Linked DNA regions of Mus musculus: region 1 is linked to region 2. Evidence: chromatin contacts called from public capture Hi-C data. All regions are on one chromosome and are shown on one strand. Each heading gives the region's core, a stretch centred on a gene start, on an enhancer-like site or on the middle of the called end of the contact. The rest is flanking DNA. Distances are from core to core; before and after follow the strand shown. Region 1 has its middle 47 kb from the start of S1pr1. Region 2 has its middle 19 kb from the start of S1pr1.

Region 1 (5,302 bases), core at 467-2,966, 68 kb before region 2:
GTTAAGCTTATGCACCAAGTGCCCTTTAACCCACTGAGCCATTTTAGGACCCTAGAAATGTCAATAATAACACAAAAGAAGCAAGAGACATGATCAAAGACTATTCTTAGATGTCCCAGTTAGATGACGACAGAGAGATGCTGAGCAGTGGGGGAGGGAAGACTGGGCAGAGTTTTAGAAAGTACGTATCCTTGACGTATTCTTGACGGTGAGTGCTGGGCACAGGATGTGTCCACAGTGCATGGTAGACGAGAGACAAGCAAAGTTCTGCGAAGCTCCAAGCAAGCACTTCATGAGATGGGAGGCAGCAGGCAGCATATGAAACATGGCAGAAAAACTAAAGTACAATGCACAAATGTGTATCTATTACCTTAATAGAACAAATGCTAGAGTAGTTAATAATGATTTATTAATCTAAGTGCCAGGAAACATATTATCTTTGCTCTTATTACTGACTCTTTAACGACCAAATATTTATCTTCTAGTTTCTAAGAGATTTGTTAATTCTGACTCTTCTTTCTCATAGTAGTTAACACTTAGGCCTTAGTAACTTGGAAGTGAATAAAAAAGTTAAATAAATGACATCAGACAAAAATTATAAAAGTAAAATAACCAAATTTTTATTATCCAAAAAAAAGAATAATATATCTTCTTTAATTGGCCCTGTTTTTAAAATTTTTAAGACAAAAACACAGCTTGAGTCAGGAGTATTGGCTGAGGAGGTTAGACCTAAGTTCAAATCCTAGCACCCACGTCATTGGTAGAGCATGGGGATGCATCTACAGATGAATGACAGAGCAGGATGCGCACGCACACACACAACACGCACACACACACACACAAATAAATACAAACAGAATAACGTTTGTGAGCAATTGTATTTCTGATCTTTGTAATAGTACCTGTGTTCTGACATTCGTGACTTTGATAAAATGATTCTTCCCTTACTTAATTTTGCCATGGATATTTTATCTTAAATGGTCTATATAGCTCACAACATGAAAGTGTTTTATAAGGCAGTATTTAATTCCTTAAGGCAGCCTCAAAAGTTAAAGTGAGCTTCAAGCTCATGTGCAATACATGTAGTTAAACATGTGCAATACATGTGGTAATTACATATTTGAGCCACCATAAAATTATTAATAAAGAAATGATAAAATAAATAATTAAAGAAATATCAACAATTCAAAACATCCGTGTTTGCAGCTGCTTGTACTTGGAGTTTTTCTAACTATGTCTATACTGGCTGACAGCTTCTCTTTGGTTCTTAGTCACGGCTACGTGTATAAGCAAATATATAGGCAGGTAGATTTTTAAAAATAACATGTAGATTTTGTGTGGAGAAAGCCTTTTGTGACCTTTAAGAGCAGAGTATTTGAGGCCAGGCATGGTGGTCCATTCCTGTAATTCAAGGTCAGCGGGCTATATACCAAGATCCCATCTCAATTAAGAAACCAAAAGATGAACATTGATTTCCAAGGAGGAGTGAGGGCTCGAGTCCAGAGGCCAGCCTGGATTCCATGAGAACCTGTCCCTCAAAACCAACAAAAGAGCGAACACTCTAGTTATTTATTTAGTGAGTTAATCTTCCAGGGAGTTGACAGAGTGGGGTCCTTCGAAGGTCTTCACAAAGATAACAGCTGTGCACAGGGCCATCTGAAGGCTGGGCTCATGTGTCAGCGCCTGGAGTGCTGTGTCAGCTCCTGGGCTGGGATAGTTAGATCAGCTGGAGGTTGCTCAAGAGCTTTAGCTCTGCTTCCTTCCCACACAGCTGTGCAGGCATGCAGTGATACATCTGCCAATGTACGTCTGTGCGCTATCCTGGTTTTACAAATACCATCTCAAGAAGCATGAAACAAACCCTTTACCTCCCAGCTCCCAGAAAAGACCTTGTGGCTTCCTTCATTGAGTTTCCTCTCTGATGCACCCCTCTTTCATTCAGCCCCGATAAGATTATCTTTTATCATGTAAGCTCTTTCTGACATAAACGTATAAGTAAGAGTAGCACATGAAAGGCTACTTTAGTTGGATAAAGAGTATGACCTATGCCTGGTATGATATTGTAAATGCCTCGCAGGCCATGGAGACGTGGGCTGAGTGGACTTGGTATTTTAAGATTTCCTGTGACTAGCAAGGTACGGAAAGTCTTAGAGGCTCATATTGTCTCCTGACTTCCTGAGGCAGTTTTCCTAAGCCATTCTACCTCAGGCAGGCTGTGAAGTGTAGCCTGCTCATACATCGCTGCCCCTTGGTAGTTAAAAATCCAGTCTAGAAGATTCTGCGCCAGCCTTGCTCTCTCTTTCTTAAACTTAACTCTAAATCTTATCAAGGGATTTTAGGGAAGTCACAATTTTATTTTATAAAACTTCCCCTTTGGGTAGTGATTCTGAAGTGTTTGAGAAAGAAGAGCTCAGGCTTAGTTTTGGAAATGAATGACTTGAACATTGATTTTATTTGTGGTTCTGCCATTGCACTTATAATTTTGATGTTGCTGTCTGGATCAGGGCTCTATTGAAGCACTGTGGCCTTTTTTTAATGGCTTGAGCCTTAAGTAGCCTACTGGCTAGTTATGTATGAAATCTTTCTAATTTGAAACTTTCCCTATGAAAGAGGGAACTGCATGCATTTGGGCCTTACTTTCCTCCATCTCAAAAGGAGATTCAATAATAAATACCACCCAGTAATGTTGTTATATTGTACATTGAATGAATTTGCTCATTAAAACAATACAATAAGAGTTCTTAGTATTTGGTAACTGAGCAATAGTCTATATGGAGTTTGGTATCAGCATTGCCTTTGATATCTTTTCCAAATGGCAAAAATATTTTACAGTGGCCACTTGAATGAGTTGGTAGATTATGGGAGTGCTACCATATCCTAGTATCTTCATTTTTTTTTGTCTTTTTTAAAAAGTTTTTGTTTTATTTGTGTATGTGTGTTTGTCTTTGTGTGGGGATAGACATCTGTTTGCGGTGCCCATGGGGGTTAGAAGATGGTGTCAGATCTCCCATAGCTGAATTTATAGGTGGCGATGGACAGCCTAGTGTTAGGGTTATGAAACAAATCCGGACCTCTGAAAGAGCAGCAATTGTTCAGCCCTCTCTCCAGTCCCTGTATTAAGCTGAAATCTCACTTGTTGCTTTACAGTCCAGGCTGGCCTCTAGCTCATCATCTTCTGCCTACCCCTGTGGGTGTGGGCTCCTGCCTTCAGTCTCATTAACTATCTTCACCATGATGTTTAACACTTCTGTCTCACGTCAGTCTTTCAGCCCTTACACAGCCCAGTTCAAATCTACCCACCAGTAAATAGCTGAGTTCAGAACAAAATTAGGAGCGTCTCATTTAAAGCAAAGAGAAAATTAATATGCTTTGCAGAAAATGGCTTTTTATCAAAAATCCCAACAGACATTGACTCTTCAAATGACAAGAGACTGACAAGAAATGGAAAGACATTGAAGCATAAAATGAAAAAAAGTTTGAAAAGGCTAACTCAAGGGCTGTGGGCAAAGCTGAGGCATTTCCAACGGAGCAGTCATTCTGCGATTATTAATTCTCTTCCTTCTAGACTGACTAATGAACGACATTTTCAGTTAATCGGTTTTTCGAAAGTTTCTGTTGCAGCTCTGTTTGTAGTGTTGTGACACGCATCTCCTGGGTACAACTCTTATTATTAACCCTTTGAGGTCCTCAGGCAGTTTCAGTTTCTTCGAAGTCTTGTAACTGTCATCCAGAAAACTGAACCATTTTCTCTAAATGTATCATCTTCTCTAGTTAGCCTCACAGACACACTTGAATCTCTGACGTCTGGATTGAGTGAAGAATTCACACATGGGTCTTACTTAAAGTACATATCATGGCTTCAGTTCCTTTTGGAATTTTACTCATGTTTGTGAGTGTGTGTGTCTCTCTCTCTGTGTTTATATATGTATGTATATATACATAGCCAAGGGGTTAAAATAAGAAGAGAGGTCAGACAATTGACAGGAAGTGGGCAAACTGTTTCAAGTAGGAAGAATATGGGACAAAACTAACACAGTAAAGAGAGACAAAGGAAGAAGTGGGGCCTCACTAAAGTAAGCGATAAAGGAGGGGGGAGAGTCTTTAAAAAGTTGACTAGGTTTCAAAGAAGATGCCATTGAAAGGGTGGATGTGACTGGCAGGCTACTGCCTTGGCAACCTATAAAGAAACCAGGAGTGACAGTTGCCCATTTCTAAGGGTTTGAAAAGCCACTGAGGGTTCAGATACGTTTTCTGGTACAAAGGAAAATTTAAAGCTGGATGTCTGGGTGGTTTTAAGTGTTCATTCTGTGATGTTCATTGACTAGGACACTGGTATTTGGGGGTACTTTTCAGGTGGTCGTTATACTTCCATCTAAAACAACAGGAGAATCAAGAACATTTGACTTTCAGCTTGCTAAGCCCTGTGCAGTATTCATTCATTCATTCATTCATTCATTCACTGCTTTTAGCACACCACAGATGGTCTAAAGTCTTTCATTTTTGTCTTTGTAAAGAGAGTTGCTCTGTTTTTATTCTAATTAAAGTCATAAAACCTTTACTGGGCAATCTGGACTTGCAACATAGAAGAGATGAATGAGATCTACTCCCTCAAAGCTTATGGTCTAACTGAGAGACATGTTTTTGGGTTTAGAGCAACGAGATAAAAATGTGCACAGCATGTGATGAAATTGGAAAGTCAGCAGAAGCAAGGAAAAAAATTAAGGAAAGGCTTTGTTCAGGAGGAAAGTCTGTAGGCAGTGAGCCATTCCTATTCATGTAGGAGTTTCCTAATGTGTACACACATGTCAGCCGCAGGTATGTGTGTACTCTTCTCCACTGCAGGTGCTTATAAGGCACAGTGGATCATAGGGCTGAACTGTAAACTCAGGGTCATGTAGTGGAGAGTGTAGGAAAGGGCTCATTTAAACCCTTGGAAGACCTTGAACAATGAGAGGGCAGTACTGTTTGTCCTCATCTATTCATAAAACTGTAAAATAAACTGCAAACTAAAACCAATATTAAACTGCAAAGTGTCAAAAATCAAACAAGGCTCTGATTTATTTTATTTTTTTTAACTGAGATGACTAGTTTGAGGTACTTAGAAAGGTGTTCATTAGTGTTTTGGTTATTTTTCTACCACTGTGACTACGGCTTTGACAAAGCACTGTGACCAAAGCAATGTATAAGAGAGTTTATTGTGGCTTACAGTTCTGGAGGGTAAGTCCATGACCATCATGGTGAGCATAGCGGCAGGCAGGTAGGCGTGGTGCTGGAACAGTAGCTAAGAGCTTACATCCGATCA
Region 2 (5,234 bases), core at 1,536-4,035:
AGGGCAGACAGTTGTTTTCAAAGAGAATTGAAGTAGAAGCACTTACACTCACCAAGCTCTGTCTAAATTCTGCTTTACGTATGCTGACATAGTCCTTTAGAGTGTGAAAATGGTTCCAGGGATTTGTTGGTTAATTAGCACACCTTAGAGAGAGTGGCATTTATAGAACTCACAATACAGGGAGTTAAAAAGCAGGGGCGGAACTGAAACAAGGCCTCCGGCTTGCCATGATACCCTGATTCCTGGTGGAATGCACTGGCTTTCCAGACAGTATGAGACCATTGTTTTGTCTCAAGGTCCCTAAAGGCAGAACAGACAGTGAGATCAGCTTCCTGAATAAACCTGCAGGCCGTGTAACCAGTTGAGGAACCTTCAAGATATTCCTTTAGTATACATTGACAGTCTTTTGGAACTTGAGATTTCAGTGCAGTGGTTCTTAACCTGTGGGTCACAATTCTTTGGGAATTGAAGGACCCCTTCACAGGGGTCAAATATAAGATATCCTGCATATCAAAAATGCACGTTCTGACTTATAATAGTAGCAAAGTTACAGTTAGGAAGTAGCAATGAAAATGATTTTTGTGGTTGTGGATCACCACACCTGTGGTACTGTATTAAAGGGTTGTAGCATTAGGAAGGCTGAGAACGACAGATCTGGGGTTTCATTTGGACCTAACAGTTCTGAACTGTGGCTACTTCTGAGCATCAGGCAGAGAACCCATTGGAATGATACAGCTAGCAATTAATTTGAACATAAATGCCTAGCCCAATGGAGAAATCTGTCATACCTCCCCATGCCCTACCCCCCTCAGCCAGGATTTTGTGGTCACTTGAGAGTGTATGTCAAAGGGAGCTGGGGTTTGGTGCATTATATTCAGATTGTTGCTCATTTTGTACTTTGTTTATGTGCTTAGGTTTTTGAGATAGGGTCTCATATAGGACAGTCTGGTTTCAAACACAACGTCTAGCCGAGGATGAACTACAGCTTTTCATCCTCCTGGATGAAGTGGCCTTAACAGTAGCCAGCAAGGATCTCAGGGAGCCTGCTTTACCATCAATATAAATCGGTGCTCCAGGGAGAGCTCTCAGGCCTGGGTTATCTACCCAGGAGTCTACTCTGGGTACCAAGGCAATCCCACATTGGAGGAGGTATTTTTTTTTCTCCTAGGCTTTGACAAACATGGTGGATTGGAAGACTAGAAAAGCTCAGGTTCTAGGACTCTGTGGATGAAGATTCTTCTTGGCAGGTATATATTATCATCAGAAACTACTGCATGTCTTCACAGGGGCCTCCAGCTCCTAGAGATCTGCTGAGTAGTGATGGCAGACACCCAAAGACGCAGCTCCCAGAACTCTCTAAAGGATGCTGTCCTAATGTATTAGCATGATGGGAAAGTAAGGCAGGTAAAGGCATGATGCATGTGGAACACTGTCCAAGTGTAAATACTCCTCCCATGTTCCTTTCAGAAATTTCCTTAAAATTTAAAAGCATAAAAAAATATGTTGGCAAAGTTTTCATAGTGTCTGAGGTATATATAGACTGCTGGAGAAGACCATCAGTGACTGAAATTTGGACCCTGTGTGTTACAATACTTACCTTATAGGCAAGATTATGACCTTATAGGCAAGACTAGCAATAATGGTATGACTGGTTTGGGGGTAGCCAAACACTCTCTGATTGGATCTGAGGCCTACCCTATGGCAGGAAGATCATGCCTTGCACCTCTACATGGGACTTCTATGTCAACCTTACTTCCTTTTCCACAATGATCAGTAACCATCATGGAAAGAGGGCATGAAGAAGTGCTTGAGGAGGGACAGGGCAGAGTGCTGTGAAATGCTGTCTTCTGGACATGACATAACCATGACACTCAGGAACTCACAACAGCAGTGGTTACCATACACACTACCTGTACAAGATCAATAGTCCATTGTGGAGACACCCGCCCCGCATGAAGAATTATTGACAGTTGGGGAAAGGAGTCATTGTCTTCAGAGTCACTGGTAATTTGCCTGTGTTGCTGTAAAGATCAACGTCCACCTCCCCCACCCCCAATGAATGCAGATCCTCGTGGCCCTAATTAAACTCAGCTATCAACTCCCCTCCAGAAGACTCAAAAGTAGGAAAAAAACTTGTTTGGAAGAAGGGTTCAGCATGAGGGGCAGGAAGATGAGAGATAGTAATGTGTGACTATGATCAACATATACTATATGCATGTAAACAGTTCTAAAGATTTACTTATTTTTTATTTATATAAGTACACTGCAGTTGTCTTCAGACACACACCAGAAGAGACGTCAGATCCCATTACACATGGTTGTGAGTCACAATGTGGTTGCTGGGAATTGAACTCAGGACCTCTGGAAGAGCAATCTTAACCACTGAGCCATCTCTCCAGCCCATGTAAACAGTTCTAAAACAATATTTAACACAAGTATGTTATCAGGTCTGATTTTCCCATTCCAACTAGCTATATACAGTGCTTCTGCGAATGTATGTATACTACTCTCTGGCTCCTGAGCACGAAAAGTCAAGGACTAATGAGTTAAAATAACTTCCCCTTAGACACAAGACCAAGATGAGCAGTGAAGCTGAGGGCTTTGGCTTTGGCTTCCTTGGGGAAGTTGAGAAATTTCCTTAGTCTTGGACACACAGATTGTTCAAGTTAGACAGAACCTCCGAGATCTATATATCCAATTGTCTTTTCGTAGAGATAGGTGGCTTGCGATAACTTTCTTCTTCCTCTTTGCCCAAGCCATTTCGCAACCACAGTCCTATTAACGGTGATCAAAAATGAGCTGTTGTGTTTGTGTTTGTAGGTGACACAGCCCCTGGCCCGGGTCTGTTCAGATCTAGCCAGATTTTCTTTAGAACCTTGGAATGCAAATCTTGGGACTGACAGTGATTCTGCTCTCTGGCTTCAGGGTGACTGAATTTAGAGAGAGCAGGAGATCAAAGCTGAAGGGTGTGGTGAATGCTAATGTAGATGAACAGATGATGGTTTTTGACCAAGCATCTCACCAGAGGCAGAAAGAGAAGGCTGTAATTTGAATGGATGGTGAAGTCTTTTGTGGTTTCTGACGTCATTGGAAATCCAAGAAAGGACTTATTTTTATGCAATTTGGCCCATTTTGTTTTCTTAAGCCTTGATTGCACAAAGCTCAAGGGTTCTTTTGACCTTAAAAAGTGCTTATTTCAGTTAAAGTGCTGATTAGGGTCATGTCTTCCCTTTTCCACACCCCCCCCCCCCCTGCGGAATTTCATTTCGATTCTCTGCACAGTCCTTTCTGCTGCTCCTGACTTCTTTCTATCCAGGCAATTAGTAGCATTTGAACCTAGCTCTACACTAGCTACAACATCAATGTTGCATTCTCAGAGAGGTCAGGGCAGCGGCAAGAATCTTTCTTTCTCCTCTTTACTATTGGAGGCAGACCTTCACCTACCACTAGATAGTTCAAGCTATCCTGAGGCTCACAGCCATTCTGTCTCAGCTTTGCAAATGTTTCAGCTCTACCACACCTGGCAGGGAAAAACTATTGTGTATTCTTTTTGCTTTTAAGGTGTGTGTGTGTGTGTGTGTGTGTGTGTGTGTGTGTGTGTGTGTGTGTGTAATCCAGTTACCACAGAAAACATCAGAATTTTTCCTATAAAATAAAGTATCTTTTCCTATAAAAGACAAAAGTATCATTAAAGTTTCTTCCATATGAAGACTTTATCTACTTAAAAGAAAAATACATAAAACAGCAAAACAAAACCTAACAAAACAAAACAAAACAAGACTCACAGTGGATAGTTTGGCCTATTTTTGTATCCTATTCCTAGCATATTGTTTACTAAATGTGGCCCAGGAAAAATATTAAACTCCAATTAATTTCACACTTTCTTTCTTTCTTAAGCTATATTTTGATTTTTGTGATTGCATATACATGTGTCTGTCTGTGTGGGTGATGCACGCACATCAATGCAGCTGCCTTCAGAGGTCAGAGGATCGTGCTTGGTCCAATGGAGCTCAAATTAATTACAGGCCATGTGAGCTGTAGAGATAGGTGGCTTGCGATAACTTTCTTCTTCCTCTTTCTCCAAGCCATTTTGCAACCATAGTCCTATTAACAGTGGTCAAAAATGAGCTGTTGTGTTTGCGTTTGTAGGTGACACAGCTCCTGGCCGGAGTTTGTTCAGATTTAGTCAGATTGGTACCTTGGGTGGTAATTTGAACTCTAGTCCTCTGTGAGAACAGCAAGCCCTCTTAACATTTAGCCCATCTCTCCAGCCTCTCTCTCTCTCTCTCTCTCTCTCTCTCTCTCTCTCTCTCTCTCTCTCTCTCTCTCTCTCTCTCTCTCTCCCTGCTTTCCTTTCTTTTTTCAATATGTTTGTTCATATTTATTTGTTTATAAGTGTGTGCATGTGTGTGTGTGTGTGTGTGTGTGTGTGTGTGTGTGTGTGTGGTGGTGTATGCTCTAGCTCCATGATGTACCTGTGGAAGTAGGAGACAAGCTGCAGGAGGTGTTTCTTCACAGTGTGGGTCCTGGGGATCACCCTCAAATTATCCAGCTTGAATGCAAGGACACTCCCCCCTCGGTCCATCTCACTGCCCACCCCACCACTCCTTTTGGTGACAGAGTCTTACGGAGCTCAGGCTGACTTTGAACGCTCCGTGTAGCTATGTATGACTTTGAAATTCTGATCCTCTTTTCTCTTCCTCCTAAGTGTTGCGATGACAGGCGTGAACTACCACGTATAATTTTACATGGCTCTGGAGAGGAACCCCAGGATTTCCTGCACACCGTCCACCAACTGAGCTACACTCCCCTACCCGAATCCACATCCGGATCTATCAACTAGTGATAAGAGTTCCGGCTTCCCAGGCTGTGGAGAGAACTAGAAAGGACCATGCTTTTTAATGAATTAGATAGGACTGTGCTTCTCAATGGCTGGCACAGGCAGATTCTCAAATGCTCGTTGCTCTTTTAGCAAGGGTTTATCGGGGATTTACTATTCTGCACACAGTCATGAAGAAAACAGGCTAGACCCTTGCCACAGCCATTTCCTTGTCTCCTCCTCTCCTTTCCCCAGATGAGCTCTCCTAAAGCCAGACCACATAGGAAGACTATTCTGGTCTTTCAAAGAACTCATTCCTTTGGAAGTTCTGCCAGTCAACAATGACGTTTTGTGCTTAGACTGTCTTTTTTTTTTTTTTTTTTTCATGAAACCCAAAAGTGAATGAGTGCTGGGG

The links. Capture Hi-C pulls out chosen DNA fragments and counts their contacts.
Region 1: a contact with region 2 is called in a capture Hi-C map of bone marrow-derived macrophages, with 5 times the contacts expected there. The contact joins two enhancer-like sites. A contact is called at or near these places in 2 of 484 Hi-C or Micro-C datasets (the HL-1 cell line and psoas muscle), 5 of 115 datasets of contacts at active chromatin or transcription factors (CD8 T cells, effector CD8 T cells, embryonic stem cells and 2 more) and 1 of 9 other capture datasets (bone marrow-derived macrophages).

What each region holds. Positions count from the first base shown.
Region 1 is chr3:115,759,880-115,765,181 of GRCm38.p6, reverse strand. No RefSeq gene overlaps it. Among named protein-coding and RNA genes, the nearest start is that of S1pr1, 47 kb to the right of the region's middle. Within about 2 kb of position 1,716, at least 42 of the 459 cell types and tissues checked have an H3K27ac peak or open chromatin away from gene starts, as enhancers often do. A contact at or near this core is called in bone marrow-derived macrophages, where this site is marked.
Region 2 is chr3:115,693,177-115,698,410 of GRCm38.p6, reverse strand. No RefSeq gene overlaps it. Among named protein-coding and RNA genes, the nearest start is that of S1pr1, 19 kb to the left of the region's middle. Within about 2 kb of position 2,785, at least 37 of the 459 cell types and tissues checked have an H3K27ac peak or open chromatin away from gene starts, as enhancers often do. A contact at or near this core is called in bone marrow-derived macrophages, where this site is marked.